Regions from separate parts of the Zea mays genome. Here region 1 is linked to region 2. A link is a contact called in public Hi-C data. All regions are on one chromosome and are shown on one strand. The core of a region is the stretch at or near the end of the contact, and the rest is flanking DNA. Distances in the headings are between cores, read along the strand shown.

Region 1 (7,097 bases), core at 1,200-3,699, 160 kb after region 2:
GATTATCAACCATCTTATAATCATGAAAGCTCTCCATGATATACAGGTCACTGTCAGCATCCGATGCACCATACTTGGTAGTAAGTGCATCCCATAACTCTTTCCCGTCTTTGTACTGAATATTCGCATCAACCAGACAGTCAACAAGGGCGCTAAGAACGGCTCCCGTAAAGATAGTATTGGCATGGTCGTACTCTTTCTCCTGTTCAGGAGTCAGTGGACCCTCAGGTCTGCCTTTACTAACATGGAAGACATTCATAGCAGTAAGCCAGAGCGTGGCCTTGACTTGCCATCTCTTAAAGTGCATACCATTGAACTTTTCTGGCTTGAGCGCATCGGCAAAAGCAGCCAAAGAAAAACTAGGAAATTGTCTACAATAAGGTTTTTGGATTGTTGAATAATTAGACAAATTCCAGATTAAATTCTGAATATAAATCATGACAAAATCACAAGCACTGAAGTAAAAAGTCAAATCAGATGATGCGTACTGATTAGACATACTGATAGATGGCGTGCGCCGGAATCAGCAGGGTCGACGACGTCGAAGTAGCGAAATCAGCAGGGTCGACGAGGTCAGAAGATCACGAGCAGTCGCGTGAAGACGCTTCCCAAAAACCTTATTCGGCCTCTCCTGGTGCAGGATCTAGAAGGCGAAGGGTTCCGGAGACCTGCTCTCCTAATCGCAGATGCACCTCTGCGATCGGGATGAAGAGAACTGGAAGGCGGCTCAGCTGTGAAGAGAGGCGAAAGCGAATTGGGATGATTTGGAGGCTGGCTGCCGTGCTCCTTTTATAGGGTCGAGTCCGCGAACCCTGGTCTTATCCGCCCACGAAAACCTCGCAATCAGTTGAGATTTTATAGCGATCGGTTAGGATAGACGTAACAGCCAAGAAACCAAAAAATCGAACGGCAAAAGATAGCCGCGCCCCTGCAAGGCGATGGGCCGGATTTCGGCGGACCATTTACGTGCATGTCGTGCGCCCGCGCCCTTCGCCCTGCCCAGGCCAGGCGAGCGAGCGCGCGCGTGTGGCTCTCCACACTCTCTCCTCTCATCCATGACTTGGTGAGTGAGTGTGGCTTCCATATTTAAGTTTAAGCTAGCTCTACTCTACTAGAGCTAGCAATATGGTGCTAATGGTTCCACCTATCCTCTAGCCATCCCCTTGTATGGGCTTTTGAGATTTTTCTGGGATTTATTTGAATTTCTTAATTGGGCCAAGCCCATAAATCCTAACAAGATCTAGTTGTCCACTTAAGATTTTTTCATCGAATTGATCTCTTAATTTCTAGGCGACTCTACGTCGTCTAAGGACGTTTCAGATGACCTATCGACTTGAAGTGCTCTAAGATCTCTACCCCAGGGGCGAGATCTAGATTCCAGCAAGGAGGAAGACGACCCTACGCCATCGTGGACCGTTCGGTCCAGTGCGACGCAGTGAAGGCGTCGCTCCTACGCCCAGGTTGCGAACCGTCCGACCCATAGTCGCTGACCATCCGCGCCGCTGCAGATGGCACCGCCAGACGATACACCCCTAGTGATTGGCGCTGCCCAGATCAACGCCAACACACTTCAATTTAGGTCAGCTCAAGAGACAGACAACGTGTAAAATTTTCTACCCGACTGTTCACAACCTTCACCAAGCAAACTAGGTTCCATCTATACATACTATTACAAACCATCACAGCAGCTTTGCCGTTCCACGTTCTCTCACGCCCTCAACATTGGCGTGTACCTGCTGCTTATACTTGTAGGAACTCAAACTTGGATCACCACGTACTTGAGTATGCTTTACAACGGTGATATGAGTTTGATGATCTCTTCCAACTTCCAAAAGCCATCGCCTGCATCCACTGTATGACGATGAAATGGACGAATACGAAGGCTACTATGAAAAATGGATGAGTATGTAGTAGCCTCCGCAGGCGCAATTCAGTCACGACACCCGTGGTCGTAGGATAGCTAATTAAGTGCTGTGTTTGGGTGGTGCTTTTTTTTTTTCTATCAAAACCGGTCCAAATGACACCTCTGGCCAGGGAATTATTGGGAGACGATGTCGGCTTCCGTGGGGGCAGCCGGGTGGACGCAGCGACGTTTGATTTGTTGGTGACTGTCGTTTACGCCGGCTTCCAGTGGAGTGCACAGTGGCAGCACAGGAAGCCAACAGCCAACACGCAGTGGGGTGTTCTGATCTGATCCACATGCGCTCATGCATGTGACAAACACATAAGCTCAGTTCGTAAGGCCCAGGAACAGTACACGTCTACCAGGCAATAGGCATAGCACCAGCCACCAGCTGCAGGATCTGTCGCCCACTCTTCTCAAACGATTCCGCTTCCACACGTTATTGGCGATCGGTAGCAGCAGCATCACTGTCATCTTATCTACAGCCGGATACCTGAAGCTGTGAAGCCCATCGCTGCAAAACTATCGCTTCAGTCGGGCTACCGGAGTAAACGGCCGGCCTTTCCCGTATAGCTTACGTGGGCTGCTTCTTATCTACAGACTGGGCCTCCATTCTATACACCTCACGTTTATGATGCCAAACGCTACCAAGGCTTTCCGTGCGCGGTTCCAACAACCAGTGTGCTACTGTGCTTTCTGGGTGGGCAGCATAGTCTATGCACTGTCACCTCACTCCGTTCCAAATCAAAATTCGTTCTAGATTTCTACTATATCCATACAACAATTAAATGTGTGTTATATATATGTGTTTAGTTTCATCATCATCTATTTAAGTATAGATATAAAAATTCAAGAGATAAAGCGAATACTAATTTAAGAAGGAGGCAACATTAAACAAATTGAGAAAAAATATTTAAGTGCAATAATTGTAGAAAAACACAGTAGAAATTAATTCTACGTAAAGAGATAAATACATCTAAAAGCATGTTAAATTTCACGGTCCAGAGGAAGCCTTGATCGACATCCTACACACGCAGGGCTGTAAACAAGCCAAACTGAGGAACCACTTAACGAGCTAAAGAAGAAGGCTCGGCTTAGCTCAAAGATGGCTAGTAAATTGTACCATGATCAATAATAGGGCTATTTCAAATCATACCCTTAATTTTGACACTTTTCTTATTTTTACCCTTTTCGTGATTTTTGCTCACATCTGCCCTTTTGCTTTATAGCAACAGAAAGGACCCACCTCGGTGGAACCCCGCGGCATCGAGTCCGGGGTCGGGCATGGCAAAACCTGACAGGGGAGATCGGACGTGTCAAAAGGGAACCACTCGAGTGGATCACGCACTCAGCCCTAGACTGACTCGCCATAAATAGTCGACCACATTTAACCATGTCTGACACCTAGCCATAGCGCGGCGCCAGTCCGCTTCCACTCATGACCTACGAGCACCTCGGGCCGCATAGCACTCATGACCTACGAGCCCCTCGGACCGTGACGCATTCATGGCTCACGCACCCCTTGCGCACTTATGGTCTATCACACTAGGCATGAGTGCGCCGACCTCCCGCAGGGCACTACATGTCGGGCCGCGCCGAGCCCTAGGCTACGGGGGCCAGGGGTCGGCGTAGCCAAAATGATGACGCCAGGGACCATTGTCACCCCACGTCGTCCGCCACGATAAATACGAGACAACCATGTAGCCCTGGCCCCACGAGTACGTGTGGATCCACCCATGTAAAACGTTGTTTTTACCCTTGACTTACAACTCATTCCCAAGGAAGCCATCGCTGGACAACCCCTCTCCCGGCCTATAAAAGGGAGAGGCTGGCCTCAAGGCAAGGGGATCGAAAGGAGAGAGCTCTTGGGGCAACCAGACGCCTTCAGATGGACACGAGCCCACAAGGACAAACAGGAGGAGGAAGAGCGTCGACAAGGACTAGGAGATCGGAGCTCTGCCGACCAAGACTTAGCTAGGACTATACCCTGCAGCTTCTAAGCTCCACTTACACCCCGATAAAGAGTCTTGTGAGCCTCTTCTTCCTCTCTCAACCGCCCGTAACCACTACTACGAGTTTGATCATTAACGGTGCTGATAGCGTAAGCCACCGATGACTGCAAGTAGGGACGTTCTGCCTAAACAAATCGAGGAAAAATATTTAAGTGTAATAATTGTAGAAAAACACAGTAGAAATTAATTCTACGTAAAGAGATAAATACACGTCTAAAAGGATGTTAAATTTCACGGTTCAGAGGAAGCCTTGATCGACATTCTACACACGCAGGGCTGTAAACAAGCCAAACTGAGGAACCACTTAACGAGCTAAAGAAGGCTCGGCTTAGCTTAAAGATGGCTAGTAAATTATACCATGATCAATAATAGGGCTATTTCAAATCATACCCTTAATTTTGACACTTTTCTTATTTTTACCCTTTTTGTGATTTTTGCTCACCTGTGTCCTTTTGCTTTATAGCAACAGAAAGGACCTGCCTCGATGGAACCCCGCGACATCGAGTCCAGGGTCGGGCGTGGTGAAACCTGACAGGGGAGGTCGAACGTGTCAAAAGAGAACCACTCGAGTGGATCCCCGCGCTCAGCCCCAGACTGACTCGCCATAAATAGCCGACCACATTTAACCATGTCTGACACCTAGCCATAGCGTGGCGCCAGTCCGCTTCCCACTCATGACCTGCGAGCACCTCGGGCTGCATAGCACTCATGACCTACGAGCCCCTCGGACCGTGACGCATTCATGGCTCACGCACCCCTTGCGCACTTATGGTCTATCACACTAGGCCTGAGTGCGCCGACCTCCCGCAGGGCACTACATGTCGGGCCGCGCCGAGCCCTAGGCTACGGGGGCCAGGGGTCGACGTAGCCAAAATGATGACGCCAGGGACCATCATCACCCCACGTCGTCCGCCACGATAAATACGAGACAACCATGTAGCCCTGGCCCCACGAGTACGTGTGGATCCACCCATGTAAAACGTTGTTTTTACCCTTGACTTACAACTCATTCCCAAGGAAGCCATTGTTGGACGACCCCTCTCCCGGCCTATAAAAGGGAGAGGTTGGCCTCAGGGCAAGAGGATCGAAAGGAGAGAGCTCTTGGGGCAACCAGACGCCTTCAGATGGACACGAGCCCACAAGGACGAACAGGAGGAGGAAGAGCGTCGACAAGGACTAGGAGGTCGGAGCTCTACCGACCAAGACTTAGCTAGGACTATACCCTGCAGCTTCTAAGCTCCACTTACACCCCGATAAAGAGTCTTGTGAGCCTCTTCTTCCTCTCTCAACCGCCTGTAACCACTACTACGAGTTTGATCATTAATGGTGCTAATAGCGTAAGCCACCGATGACTGCAAGTAGGGACGTTCTGCCTAAACCAGTATAAACCTTGCACCCTCCGTACACACCCTCCGGAACCCGGAATGCATACAAGAAATTTACTTGTAAAAACACCGATAACTCTAAATTATAAATTGTCATATATTCATCATCAAAAGCTAAGGAATGAGTAAAATATCGATTAAATTATCTAATATATATCATCATTATATTGTTTGATTGATTTTTCACAAGTAGGCTCGCTACATCAACAAGCTCGAAAACTTGACTCGGCTCACTCGAGGCTCGCAGGCCATCCCAAGCTCGAGCCGCTTCGCGAGCCTCGAGCTTTTTTCCAACCTTACGCGCAGTAAGCGCAACTCAAGCATTTTGGATAATCTGTAGGGTAGTGCTGGGAACATGGGCCGAGCTTTTTGGGCTATTAGGAGTCCAAATCACGACCCCACACGAAGTTCTATGGATCGGGCTAGCATGGCCCAAAGGTAGGACCATGCTTTAATTTTCCCCGGCACGGCCCATACGAATGGGACAAGTTTTGACCGGCTCGGCCCGATAAAACCCGTAGTGTTTAGTTTCTTTAGTTTATTAAACTATGGATTTTATGTGGTTGAAATATTTGAAATTTATGGTGATCAAATATGTGGGCTGGCACGGTCCGATGAAGGCCGACGGGCTTTAGAGCTAAGCCCAAAATGTGTAAGTTATGAACTAGAATATATTTTCATAATCGGCTAACGAAGTTGAACCCAAAATACATAATACAGAATAGGAGTAAGCAATTAGTTTAATAGTTCAAGGACAAAACTAAAGGGGTGTTTAAATGCATTAGAGATAATAGTTAGTGACTAAAATTAGTTGAAACATCTAAACGACCTAGTTAATAGTTCAGCTATTAGCTATTTTGGTAAATATGTTAATAGTTAGATAATTACTTGTTAACTAGCTAATTCTTCTAACAATTTTTAGCCAACTAACTATTAGTTCTATTACATTCAAACACCTTTGAGCCCAAAAATGATTTAAGACCTGGATTGATTATTTCAAAAGTTGAGAGGCCGCGCTCAGCCTCGATGGGCCAGAATCTGTATCCGGACAGTTTTCATTATGACTGTCACTCTGCACTCTGCAGACACCAACACAGCTGCCTGCACAGGCAGCAAGCAACATACGCCGCGACCGCTCCACGGATCCCATCGGTTTGGAAGTCAAGTTCAGCCGTATCGTCGGACAACAGGTTTATGGATAACATGCACACAGCCATCATGGTAAAATTCCTGTTTTGCTCTTAAATTGCATGTAGACTTCATTTTTCGATTCTGATGGAATCTCTGTTCTTGTCAGCCCATCACTCTAGACAACCTCCTCCTGAACTCAAACCAAGAGCTTCTTGTACACCGGTAAGCTGGTGAAGCATGGTGGCATGTCATGTTCCATATTCGACGGCTGAGACCTGGTAGAGCGTGAGGTCCTACCGCCACCGCTCTCGCGGGTCGAAGATGTCGCGCAGTGGGAAAGAGCCATGTATGCTGGCACAAAAAAGAAATGACTTCTATTGACAAGTCCTCCCTGAAGTCCAAACTGTTATAACATGAGTCTAGATATGCCCCTGATCATCAGTTTCTGGTTCATGTACAGTAGCAGTACAAGACTAGCCTAACCCTGTGGCTGTGACCTGTCAGTCATCTACACTGCAAGAATGCAGAGAGGGGAATTGTAGTGTAGGGTTTATTTGTTGCCATATGTACATGTACGTGGGTGCAGCCATGTAAATTTGTAAATATAAATCCGGTAGCGTTTAGAAAGGAAATTAAATTGTCTGGATTGAAACACCGTGTTGTTGA
Region 2 (6,819 bases), core at 3,189-5,688:
CCGACACGGCCCAATTAAGCCCAATCTGTTTAATCTCTTTAATTTAGTAAGATATTGACTTTATATTGTTGTTATATTTAGAGTTTATGTGGTTAAATGATGCTATAATTGTTTAATATCTTTAATTTAGTAAGATATGAACTTTATATGGTTATGATATTTTGATTTTATGTGGTCAAATATACGGGCCGGGCTTGGGCCGGCACGGCCCAACGAAGGCACGGCGTGGTTTAGGGCCGGGCTGGACCACTGTTTTTACACTTCGGGCTGGCACGGCACGGCCCAAAAATTAATTGGACTTTCTTGGTCCGAACCCGTTTGGCACGAAGCACGATGGGCTTGGGCCGGGCCGGCCCGACACGGCCCAATTCCTAGCACTAGGCGTAACGATGATCTAGCGTCGACGTGAATAAGATCTTGACACCACATCATTAACCTATAAACTTTGGTATATAAAATACAACACCACTTTTTTAAGAAGTACATATAAACTCTGTTACGATACAAAGCTCTTGATTATTCCACGATATTAATATTTTTAGGCTGCTCTAGAAGTCTTTCTTATCCTTCCCCATCACACTTCTTATCCAAACTTTACTATATAAATAATATACGATGTAAAACAATATTTTTTATGGCTATATACACGCTTGCTCATCACGTGCATAACCTACACAAGTCCAGGAGCACAGAATTTTTTGTGCCATCACTATCGCTGTCCCCCATCTTTGCTACAGACAGCATCAAGTCTTCTGTTTTCAGCTTCAGAAAATGTGCAGCTATACTCCTGCACTGTGGCAATCGTGATTTCAAGCCAGTAATAATTGTTGCGAGTGGGGTGGCGGTGAATATGCGTGAACATGATAGGAGCCACGTACCTTTACTTGCAGGAGCACAACGTTTCTGCCTACGAGCAACAGTTCTGTCCCCCTGAAACTACAAATTCAAGCAAAAACCTACCGTGAAGTTTCTGCAACATTCAGTCTTCCTTCGATGACATCTCTAACGAAACTGTTCAAAGAACACCGAGAAGATCCACCTTCCTGAACTGCGCGGCGTGAAGCCTCTCTCAGCTCCGCAGCCCTTCTTCTCATCTCTAGGCTATCATCGTCAGTCAAATCCATAAGCTTCGTTACAGTATCGCAGATCGCGGCCCTTCCGACAACACCATCCTCCCTTCTCCGTTCCCTCAAGTCGACGCCGATCTTCCACTCATCAGCCACGAGATGGCCAATCACCAGCTGATCCCAAGCAACGGGAAAGGCAAGCATCGGCACTCCAGCGAACACGGCCTCCAGGGTCGAGTTCCACCCACAATGGCTCAGGAAGCCACCGACGGAGGGGTGGCACAGGACCTTCAGTTGGTCACACCACGGCACCACCAAGCCCTTGCCACCAGCAGAGATCTGCTCAAGGGTGGCGGTGCTAGCTCTGTCCCGGGCCACCCAGAAGAACCTAACCGTGCTTTCATGCAACCCCAGGGCGACCTCTTCCAGCTGAGACGAAGGCATCGAGACATGGGTGCCAAATGAGACGTACAGTACCGAGCTTCTTGGCTGGGCATCCAGCCAACCGAAGTAGTCTTCTTCATGGTGAAACTCGCCCGAATCACCTTCCAGTGGCATATATGGAATTGAAGGGCCAACTGCATATATAGGGCATGGAACCACTTGCGATGTTCCATCGATGGCGCCGGTTTCGAGCTCGTAGAAGGAGGTGAAGAGGACACACTGTGCCTTGCGCAGGTTGGAGAACACCTGCGCTAGCCGTTTCATTGGCAGCACCATGGAGCGGAGGGTCTTCATATCAGAACATTTTACCGGCGCGAGGGCTGGGAACGGGAGATATTGATCCAGGGACCTGCAGCTTAGGCCTGCAGTTCAGAACAGCATTGTGTTTTCAGTTAGGCGCTCTGAACGCTTGTAAATTGGAAATTGTTATCGGCAAAGGGTAAAGCCAGCTGTTTGGACTGCTGCTGCTGCAATTCATAGAGACAGAAACATTGTAGAAGCAGTAGAAGCTGATACTGATTAAAATATTCATGAGATGGAAAAGGAAGGACATGGTTTTGTGGGACAAGAAGAATTTTCTGGGTTAACTCGTTCAGACTTTCTATTGACTGGCGAGTGATTTTGCCACTCTAAATTCAGCATCTCTGCATCTGTGACTAGCTTATTCGGGAGATGGAAAAGGAAGGACATGGTTTTGTCCTAGTATCTTAGTTCATGGGTTTGGAATCTCAGATCGTGGAGATAAAAGTGGAAAACTAAAATAAAGTTTGAGTTCACTGAAAATGCTTTGGTTTCTCTATGCATTGCATTGAATGTGTTAGTGACGAAAGGGATACTGGTTTATTGAAAAAACATTCTAACTGAGTAATCGTTGCGCGCCTCCCTGAATTTAAGAGCTCTATGACTAACTCCTGAATTTTTGGATATTATTCTCAGACACTGCCATTTGGATATGCTTGCTAATAGCATTCTGAGGCTTCCAGATCAAATAAGACGTGCCATTTTCAGTTATCATTCATGAAGGCAGCAGTTGTCTTCACTGATCCTTTCAACAACAAAAAATGGTTCAACTAAACATTTTCTAGACACTACAGTATCCAACATGTTTGCATCAAACTTCTCGGAAGCCGGTGATGTTTTCTCATAGACATTCATATATATGGAGATTTTTGTAAGACGTAGATGGCGCTGACGCGCTGTGGCGGACTGGCGGTTTACTGCTATAATAGTAGAATCAGGGAGTGTTTGAGAGTGATATCTTTTCACAGTTTCGAAAAAATACTGCAGTATTCTCAAATATTGTAGTATCATATATAAAATGTTGTTCGGCAAACTAGCTAAAATCTCTGTTTTCAAAAGTGAAGTATTGTAAATACTGTAGTTGTTTTAAGATATTTTAAACTTCGCTGTGGCGGACTGCCAGTTTACTGCTATAATAGTAGAATTGCAATGTCTCAAAGGGTGTTTGGGAAGTGTTTGGGAGTGAAGTTTTTTCACAGTTTTAGAAAAATACTGCAGTATCATATACATAATGGTGTACGTCAAGCTAGCTAAAATCTCTGTTTTCAAAACTGGAGTATTGTAAATATTGTAGTTGTTTTAAGATATTTTAAACTTACGTATGGATCTCAGTATTCAAAACTCTAGTATTTTAAACTATGTTATTGTTATGACTGATGTATACTGTAGTATTTCAAAAATTGTGGTTTTCAATAACTTTGTTCCCAAACTAAGCCTTAGTGTTATTTTCAACTATAGCTTACACTTTCTTTATATGTCACTTTTAGCTCATTTAAGTTTTATGTGAACCGTTTTGTAAGGATGTATGCAAACAACTGCAAAAGACCGGAACTGTTTTTCTCCCTGCTATCTAAAAATTCATATATGTGGTCGACCTTCAAGATCATGATTGCATGGCAACTCATGAATCTTTAGGGCTAGTTTGAGAAATTTCGGAAAGGATTTGAGTTTGACAACTCCGGAAACTCCGGATCGGATTTGAGTTTCCAGCTAGTTTGATAACTCCATTTTTCTAAGTGATTTCTATTTTTTCAAGGGAAACGAGTTAATTTCGTTTGGAAAAAATCTCTTAAAAAATAAGGTTGTCAAACTAGCCCTTAGAGAATTCGTATGTATATGAATGTCTATGAATACGGTATCAGACTACAGAGAATTTCTAAGTGATTGCCTTGGATGACTTGATAATAATAAATAATCAAGAAGAACAGAAATAGCTCTCCCTCTCCGCTAGTCCCCCTTTGACTCTAGCCCTCTATCGACTTGAACGATAAGATCTTATTTTACCTGCGTTTTTGAACAATCAAACTCCCCACGCTCAAATTCAGTCGTATGCAAAAAGAAGGAAGTAGCCAATACCTTCTTCCCCTTGATGACCATCCACCGGCGGCCAACGGTCCAGGTGCCAGAGCGCCAAGAAGAACGTGGCCGGTTGCGTCCACAGCGAGCACACCGGTATCCCCCGCGCAGATCCAACCCCAACGCCCCAAGCCAGGAAGGTGTCGGCCACGATGGCGTCCGGCTTCCGCTCCAGGGACAGCCGGTCCAGCAGCCGCTCGACGGGCGCCACCATCTTGATATGCACGGCCTCGACGAAGCCTGCGAAGTCGGCGCCGCGGACCCTCTCGGAGGGGATGACGTTGGGGATGGTGGCGAGGCGGACGCGGTCGGGGAGCGTGCCGGGCACCCCCGCTGCGGCCAGCAGCGCGTGCCACTCCTCTGTGACGACGACGGTCACGCTCAAGGCAGCGTCCGCGGCGGCGAGCAGGCGGCACACGACGAGCATGGGGTTGACGTGACCTCGGCCGGGGTACGGCACTGCGACCACGTGCCGAGCTGCCGCCGCTGTGGCCATTGTTTTTGCTACGCGAAGACTGCAGAGCGAGCTGGGCTGAAGACTATCACCTCCTGTACATAGAGGAGATTTGACTGGAGCGATTATAGAGGAGATTCTTCTACCCATTCTAGCAACGACGGCTATGCAAGCGGTCCTTCTTTGCAAGAGTGAAAGTAAACCATCTGATACATTAGATTACGATCCAACCGTAGGTCATATTTAACACTTAAACACTTACACCACCAGCTCAATAATCTTTATAAAAAAATCCCTAACAAATCATGATTGTATCTGTGGTTAAATCGTAATCTAATGAATCAGATGATTTACTTGCACGCTTGCAAAGAAGGACCGCTTGCATAGCCGTCGTTGTCCTTATAAAAAGCGTTAAATATATAGAATTTTATCTTTTATGTATAGAAATTCTCTTTAACTCTCATCTGTTTATTTTAATCGTTAAACAATAAATTAAACAAAACTAAAAAATATATTCAATATTTATAAGCATCATAAATATATACATACAAAGATCTATAGCAAAATATATTTTTAATATAGATATTTAGGATATAGAGCTTTTACATCTTGTGGCACTAATGAAACGACTTAGATGAGATTGTCATCAACTAGACGACCTAAAGTTTATGGAATCATTAAGCAGTTATATATTGGAGTGTGGTCCACTCTGATCATCAGTGGCCGTTGCAAGGGGTTTTGTGCTCATTTTGTGCGTGGGATTTATGAAGAGCAATCCTAGTGAAGACAATCTCGAAGAGTCTCTAACCATCTAATCAACTTAACTAGAGACTCTTTCGTCATCTAACCAAAGAGTACAGACTTGTTCGTTTGTCTAAGAATAAACTTATAATCATTCCAACTAATCACAATTTATATAACTTAAAGAAGAAATCCAGCTAGAAATTGTTTTAGACCTACCTAAAATAGTCAATTTCAACTTTGTTCCTATATCAACCTAAAACTGCTATTTTTGCCAACTATGTCTACGATGGATCTCATACTTACTAGTAGAGCTGCTCTAGTGTAAATCCCAAATTCGGATTCAATGTACACCAATTGTTCTTAACAAACCTCTAGTGCATCGACTTCTAAAAGGTACTCATGGATTTAGGATTAATCTCTTCTATACTTAAAGCACCAGTAAAAAAATTTCTTTACATTTCTTTTAAATCAACTTAGCGTAAAATATTAAAAAGCGGTGCAGCAGGTAGGGGTTTGAACCCAACACCCTGATGGAAGAAGGGTGAAAGAAACTGGGTGAAACTGTCTAACCAATAGAACATCATGCTCAGATGTTTATAATATTGAATATAAATTGTACATATGATTTTTTTGTAAAATAAAAAAAATAATCGTGCCGGACCATGCCAGCACTATGGACCGAGGCTACGGCCCAAGCACCACACGTCGCTCGTGACGGGTTGGCCCAGGCACTATTAAATGGGTCGTGCCTCGGGCCGGCTCGCCAGACACGACTCATTTGGCCATTCATACCTCCTCACGATAATGATGGTCCTCGCCTCAGTTGCCACCACCTCGATCGTCATTCTACTTCTTTTCTCTCTCCCCTCTCATGCCTCCACCTCTGCGCCCCCCATATTCTCGGTAGAGGGCGTAGGAGCAAGCGCCTCCTCCACGTATTCGTCCGACACCGACTCGCGCAGTGACTTTGCACATCCACGAGGATATTTCACATCATACGCGCACCATCGTTTTCGCCGTCGTCGGACGTCCCGTTCGTCTTCCCTGCCTTCTCCCTATTCTTTCACCCCAACCAGCTTCCCCCGCCCACGGTCACAACCGCGAGCCGACCGACGCTCGTCGACGCGGGTACGGGGCGAGTCGGTCATGCTCCTGGCCTTTCTCCGTGCCTGCCGTCGAGGAGGACATGGTGGCGCCTGCCACACTTAGGTTATCTTAGCGATGAGGAGTCCAGGTCTGATATATTGGACAACTAAGGTCCGTAGCGTGGAAGCAATCGGCATATGCTACGGAGTTGGTGCCAGTGTTGTGTCGCTTCGGCGGGTCCAGGGCTGGGAAGACACTCGCATTCTCTCACCCTTCTCGGACTGACGTCTGGTGCGGGTGCCTCTTGGTTTGGAGCTGCTCCGGCTGGACTTTTTTTCTCTGCTTGCGTTCTCTCTCTCCCTATATATCTAGCGATATACTATCTATATCGCCTCTAGATGCCCAGGTCTTCATCGTGTCCTTCTCCGACAACGAAGAGGTATGCCCGCCTCTTTCCTTCCCCTCCTGCTCTACGAAACCTTGGAAGTGGGAGAGACGATGGATGTGAATCTCTGATTTGATGTCTATGCTACCCGTGCGTTCATAAAAAATATTTTGCGAAAAGTTGAGACAACTAATAAAAAAATCTTGAGATCTTTTTGATAGATAATTTACATGGGTATTATTGTGAGCCGTCGCAACGTACGG

Evidence for each region. A called contact is a pair of places that touch in the nucleus more often than the background predicts.
Region 1: a contact with region 2 is called in a Hi-C map of ear, with 2.3 times the contacts expected there. The contact joins the enhancer-like site here to the promoter of LOC100382469 in region 2. A contact is called at or near these places in 2 of 25 Hi-C or Micro-C datasets (ear and leaf).

What each region holds. Positions count from the first base shown.
Region 1 is chr3:192,729,267-192,736,363 of Zm-B73-REFERENCE-NAM-5.0, forward strand. No RefSeq gene overlaps it. Among protein-coding and RNA genes, the nearest start is that of LOC103651101, 9.1 kb to the left of the region's middle. Within about 2 kb of position 2,450, at least 18 of the 20 cell types and tissues checked have an H3K27ac peak or open chromatin away from gene starts, as enhancers often do. A contact at or near this core is called in ear and leaf, where this site is marked.
Region 2 is chr3:192,566,958-192,573,776 of Zm-B73-REFERENCE-NAM-5.0, forward strand. It overlaps LOC100382469, which reads right to left and starts at 4,439. Exons shown (of 2, transcript NM_001366792.1): 1 at 3,888-4,439; 2 at 434-1,873. The coding sequence starts at 4,383. The coding sequence ends at 957.